Regions from separate parts of the Mus musculus genome. Here region 2 is linked to region 1. A link is a contact called in public promoter capture Hi-C data. All regions are on one chromosome and are shown on one strand. Each heading gives the region's core, a stretch centred on a gene start, on an enhancer-like site or on the middle of the called end of the contact. The rest is flanking DNA. Distances are from core to core; before and after follow the strand shown.

What was found. Promoter capture Hi-C pulls out the DNA fragments that hold promoters and counts their contacts.
Region 2: a contact with region 1 is called in a promoter capture Hi-C map of embryonic stem cells, with 4 times the contacts expected there. The contact joins the promoter of Aox1 here to the promoter of Sf3b1 in region 1. A contact is called at or near these places in 2 of 39 promoter capture datasets (cranial neural crest and embryonic stem cells) and 1 of 9 other capture datasets (pancreatic islet).

The regions. Positions count from the first base shown.
Region 1 is chr1:55,026,141-55,028,884 of GRCm38.p6, reverse strand. It overlaps Sf3b1 (splicing factor 3b, subunit 1), which reads left to right and starts at 1,407. Exons shown (of 25, transcript NM_031179.2): 1 at 1,407-1,546. The coding sequence starts at 1,519.
Region 2 is chr1:58,028,577-58,031,320 of GRCm38.p6, reverse strand. It overlaps Aox1 (aldehyde oxidase 1), which reads right to left and starts at 1,352. Exons shown (of 35, transcript NM_009676.2): 1 at 1,263-1,352. The coding sequence starts at 1,304.

The DNA.
Region 1 (2,744 bases), core at 158-2,657:
TTTTTGTTTTGTTTTTGTTTTTTGAGACAGGGTTTCTCTGTGTAGCCCTGTGGAACTCACTTTGTAGAACAGGCTGGCCTTGAACTCAGAAATCCGCCTGCCTCTGCCTCCTGAGTGCTGGGATTAAAGGCGTGCGCCACCACGCCCAGCATGAAAAAATCTTATTTTTATAAAAGAGGATTCACAAGACAATTCTGGGTGATCTTTTAGTGATGTTTATCATTACTCTGGAACTCCAGGAAGTATTTAGCTTCTACAATTACCACAAATGCAGCAAATGCTCCTTTGAATCTGTTATAGAAATGATAAGCCTTCCCAGTGAGAAAGCATCCTGCACATTTGGAGGATAATAAAGGAAAAAGGTCTGGCACAGCTGGCTCTGGCTAATGCTCGGTAGGGCCAGCCTTGAATACATTTTGATAACTTAGAGACACCTTAGGCTTATTTTCTCCAAATATGAGGTTATCCTCAAATTTGTAATTTAGGTCCCAACCCTGGGTTACATTTAGTACAACTTAAACAGAGACAGAAGGCTGAAAATCTGGTCAATAGGTCACTCCTATTTGCCTGGTCATTTAGGCATCAGTTATTGCCAGAATTATTTTAAGTGCACCAGTGTTGTACTTTTTCAAATAGTTGTTACCTGGGGTCATCTTACCCATTTGGCAGAATTATGTTTCTCTCAAGAAAAGAACTGGGCTTTATTGTAGATCAGGACTTAACATTGCTTGTGACCCTATACTATTCCCTTGAGCTGCCTGTTAAGAGAAGTATTCTACCGTATCTAATGGCTGGTCAATACTGGTGAACCAACATTAACATCTTAGGCATCATAAACTTTATTTCTAACAGGCCTGGCTAGCATACTGTTTATTTTTTGGGTGTCTTGGAGGCAGTGTTCCTTTGGCTAAATTCTATTTTGTGTAATTTAATCTCTCTCTCTCTCTACTTTTTATTTTTGTTTTTTTCGAGACAGGGTTTCTCTGTGTAGCCTTGGCTGTTCTGGAACTCACTCTGTAGACCAGGCTGGCCTCGAACTCAGAATCTGCCTGCCGCTGCCTCCCAAGTGCTGGGATTAAAGGGGTGCGCCACCACTGCCAGGCTCCTTTGGTTTTATTAAAGACAGGCTTTGTCTGTACAGCCCTGGCTTCGGGAACTCTCTTTGTAGACCAGGCTGGCCTCGAACTGCCTCTTCTCTTCCGAGTGCTTGAATTAACGGCACGTTACCCACCACTGGCCGGACAGGCTACAGCCCTCTTGGGAAGTAGCCATCCTCTTCCGCGTTTAGTCTTCCCCGCGGTTTCGCTGGCTTTTTAAGGAAGCCGCCGGGAGCCCGCCCTGGCCCCGCCCACTCCCATAATGCCCCTCGCAGTCTCATATAGGTGGCAGTTGAAGTACGTGCTACAGTGCGGCGCGCGCTCCCGGGTGCGCACGCTCAGAGAGCGGCCTCTGTTTCTGGCGGCGGCGAGCGGAAGTCCTTGGGAGCGCCAGTTCCGTCTGTGTGTTCGAGTGGACAAAATGGCGAAGATCGCCAAGACTCACGAAGGTAAGCGGCCTTTCCCTTCCCACGCGCGACCTCGGCAGCCAGCCAGCCGCGGCCCTCTCTCCTGGCTTTCTGCGTCTTCGCGTGGCATCTCTGGTCTCGACCGAGGCCGCGCGGCGAGGCCTGCTCGGCTCGTCGGCGCAGGCCGCTGCCCGCGTAATGGCGTCCTCTCGCACTCCGGGACCGGCGCTTTGTTCCGCGCTGGCTGTTGGTGCTTCCGAGTTCTCTTGTTCTGACCGGAGAGCCTCGCTCGAGCGGCTTGCCCCGGGGGACTCCCGGGGAGGGAGCGGGGAGGCGGACGTGGGAGGCCGACTTTCTCGCCCCCCGGGCGCTATCGTCGGCAGTTCGTACCTGGAAAGCCCTGAATGACGGCAGCCGCTTTCGGGCCGCTCCTAACGGAGGCCGCTTCAGCGCAGGCCTGCCAATCCCAGCCTTCGCGATACAGGCATCTCCAAGGCGGCTGGATCGTGTTGTGGTGCTTGCACTAAATGATTCCGGCAGAAAATCTGGTAGTTTACTCCTTTAATCACTTGTGTCCTGGTGTTCTATCTTTTTCCCTTTGAGAGCTAGGTGTTGGAGAATCAGGAGGAAGAGAGAAGGAAAGGCAGATTTGACCAGTTGCCAAAGTTTTCTGGGTAGTCGCTTATTTTATGCTGCACAAGAGTAAACAGAGCTAGAAACATGTTGAGAAGCAACCAGATTCCATAAGGAAAGTAACCAGAGAAGACGGGAAGGAATTTGAGTCTGAGAGACAGAATCCCTGTTTCTTGGCTCCCGGTTAAGAAGCCAAAATTTACGCTGACACTAAGTCACTAAACCCGTCCTTTCTAAGTGTGTGTCTCGGTGTTAGAGAGAGGTAACAAGCTAAGGATGTCAGAAATTTGACAGTTTGATGTGGAAGCAGATGTGTGAATATTCTCTTAGAAAATCAAAGGAATGTGTACAGAGAAGTAAAGCCAGTACTTTCTGAGAAGCTGGGTAACGGAGCCATTAATTTATGCTTAGTTATTTTTGGGAGGTGGTGACGCGGCGCTGATAAAAAAGGATCAATCAGTTTTAAATTAGGGGAGGATGTCTGAGCCGGAGGGAACATCTTGTACCATGCAGTGAGTGTCGCTGTGGTAGGATAGAGGAGGGTGTAAGGAGGGAATTCCGATGCGAATCTAAAGAGATGGTTTAGGACCAATAGCTGGGACATTTG
Region 2 (2,744 bases), core at 103-2,602, 3.0 Mb before region 1:
TAGGATGTTCATGAAAACACACAATGGATATTCATGATTGCTCTTTTCGCAATAAGTAGTGTTGGCCTGTTAGTAGCCTTGGAGTCTGCCTCCAAGAGGCAGTGAGGCTCCAGTGAGCGGCAATGGATTCCGTTCGTTTAGTAAGGACAGAATACACTCCAGCTTTTTCTGTTATGCAAAAGGAAACGGAAGGAACAGGGCAGCCATTTCACCCATTATTCTAGTTCACCTTCATGGTAGTCCTGTGGGGAGATGGGGGGACAGCTAATGGGTTTCATCTATTTAAGGATCCATCTATCCCGCTTCAGGGCCATGAAGCAGGGACTCATAAAGGTTTTTTTTTTTTTTAAATGGGGGCTTCTATGATTTGGGAGACCCTGTTCTTCAAGGAAGAAAACACATTACAAAACTACAGCAGTGTGACTCAACTTCATAGCCTCCGAAGAGTCCTCACACAGGAAAGGTCTGGTTGGCGCTAAACCTTCCTTGGCTTCCAGTTGGTCAGCCAGTGCCAGCTAGAACAAGGGCTCTGGCTGTCCCTAGCCAGACACAGGGAACACAGCGGGATCCAAAGGGCGGAACTGACATTGTGGACAGCAGCTCTCCACCCCCCACTCAAAGTGCTATCAGTTTACACAGAGAACACTCCAGATGAGCTGGGCCACTGCCCAGACGGCTGCTTTAAACGATGCCCAGAGGCTTTGCTGTCCCCAAGCAACAGGATTTGCCTGGAGCCGCCATAAAAGTCTTCAGAGCCAAGGCACACACACAAATAAAACAAAATGCCACACTCGGCAGGAGCCCCTGATTCTGGCAAGCTGTGCTGTGCCAGGAACTTGCTTTGGCTTCACCAAGTTGAAAAATCACAGAGTAGCTAGAACCAGTGCACCTCTGTGGCCCTGTTAAAGCTGGGTATTGCTCACCCAGACAAGCAGAGACTTGAGGCTACTTATTTAATTGTGCTGGAAGATCTTATCAGCCGGAGGCTTTAAGGGAGGGAAGGTCTGGATGCTCCCCGTCCGGAAGGGAGAGGCCCTGGGATTCAGACATTCTGAAATTCTTAGTCTTCCATGCGCTGGTCGTGATGCGAAAGGTCTGAAAAATAATCTGATCTCCTTTGAGTTTTATAATGCAGATTCCTATGCTGAGGACCCAATGAGACCCCATGCTAAGGTTTCAGCGAAAGCAGGGCGCAGGCTGGGATAGGGCCCAGAACTGGGGTCCGGGGTGGTGCAGGAGTCTGCCTACCCGCGGGCTCTCACCTTCTGGCCATTCACGTAGAAGAGCAGCTGAATGGGGTCCATGACTCCGAGGTCCCTAGCAGGTCCCTAGCAGCGCCAGTCCTTGCAGAGAATAAATTGCCCGAGGCTACAGGGCGGGGCTTGTCTGTGCTTCTAAGTCTCCACCCTCCCAGAAAGTTTTGGAAGAGCCAATGCTGCAGAGGTCCTAAAGGGAAAACTCTCCTGACACTACAGAGTGTGCCAGCGTGGGAGACAAGCTGAAATCTTTGGGTTTTGGCATCGATGGGAGAGAGGGGTAGCTGGGCGGCCAGCCTCAGGAAGTCCTGAGTCATTGCTCTAGTATCTGTGCCAATGCTTGCTTATTGAAGTGGTTTCCAGAATCCTCTCGTTTGTTTAGGGGGAAGGCAGCCTGGCTGTACTGCTGAGTCACTTCCCAAGAGTCCTGCGCCCTTAACCTCACTTTTTGGCTTTCTTTATATTTTAGAATCCACTTTATAAAACCTGGCAAGTCTCAAATGAGACCAAATTATTTTCCAGGCCTTAGTATATCTCCCTAGGTTATTTTATTCATGCAATACAACATCCCCACCCCTCAATACCCATTCACACAGGGTTTCTCTGGGTAACAGCCTGGCTGTCTTGGAACTCTTCTTTGTAGACCAGGCTGGCCTCGAAATCACAGATCTCCACCTGCCTCTGCCCCTTGAGTGCTGAGATTAAAGGTATGCACCACTACACAACATTTTTATTGTGAAAACTTCCCGTTTGTAGGTAGAGGAGAAGAAACCACATCTCAGCAATTCCAGGAGTGGTTAACAGTAAGTGGCTAACACCTCCTTGCTTCCCAAGGATCTTAAGCACATTTCAGACAGTGTTTTACCAGTAGACAGAAAACGTGTGTGTATGTGTGTGTGTGTGTGTGTGTGTGTGTGTGTGTGTGTGTGTGTGTGTGTGTGTAAGCATCACTATAAAGCTATGGCTAGTTTGGAATTTACTGGCTTTGAACTGACAGCTTCTATCAGCTTCTGCCTCTTCCTGAGTGCTGGAATCAAAGGTGTGTGTGAGCCTCCATATCTGTCAAACATTTTCTTTTTTGAAAAATACTTTATGTTTGACAGGATCTGGGGAAATGGCTCAGAGGTTAAGAGCTTCCAGGACCCAGGACTAGAACAAACCTGTTTTCTTTATAAAGTATCCAGTTTGGGGCATTCTGCTTTAGCAATAGTGAAGAGATTAAAAGATTAGATGAACAGATTAAAAGCTAGAATTCTTTTACTCTCCTGATGCCAATAATCTCCATTCTAAAATCTTACTAACTAGAGATGGCTCAGTGGCTCAGAGCATTTGTTTCTAACAGATTCAATTCCTAACATTCACAGTCTTCTGAAACTCCAGTTCCAGGGAATCTCATTTCCTTCTTCTAATGATCCAGGGCCCCTGGCATATGCACATGTACACATCTACTCCCCCCCCCACCCACACACACCTACACACACACACATA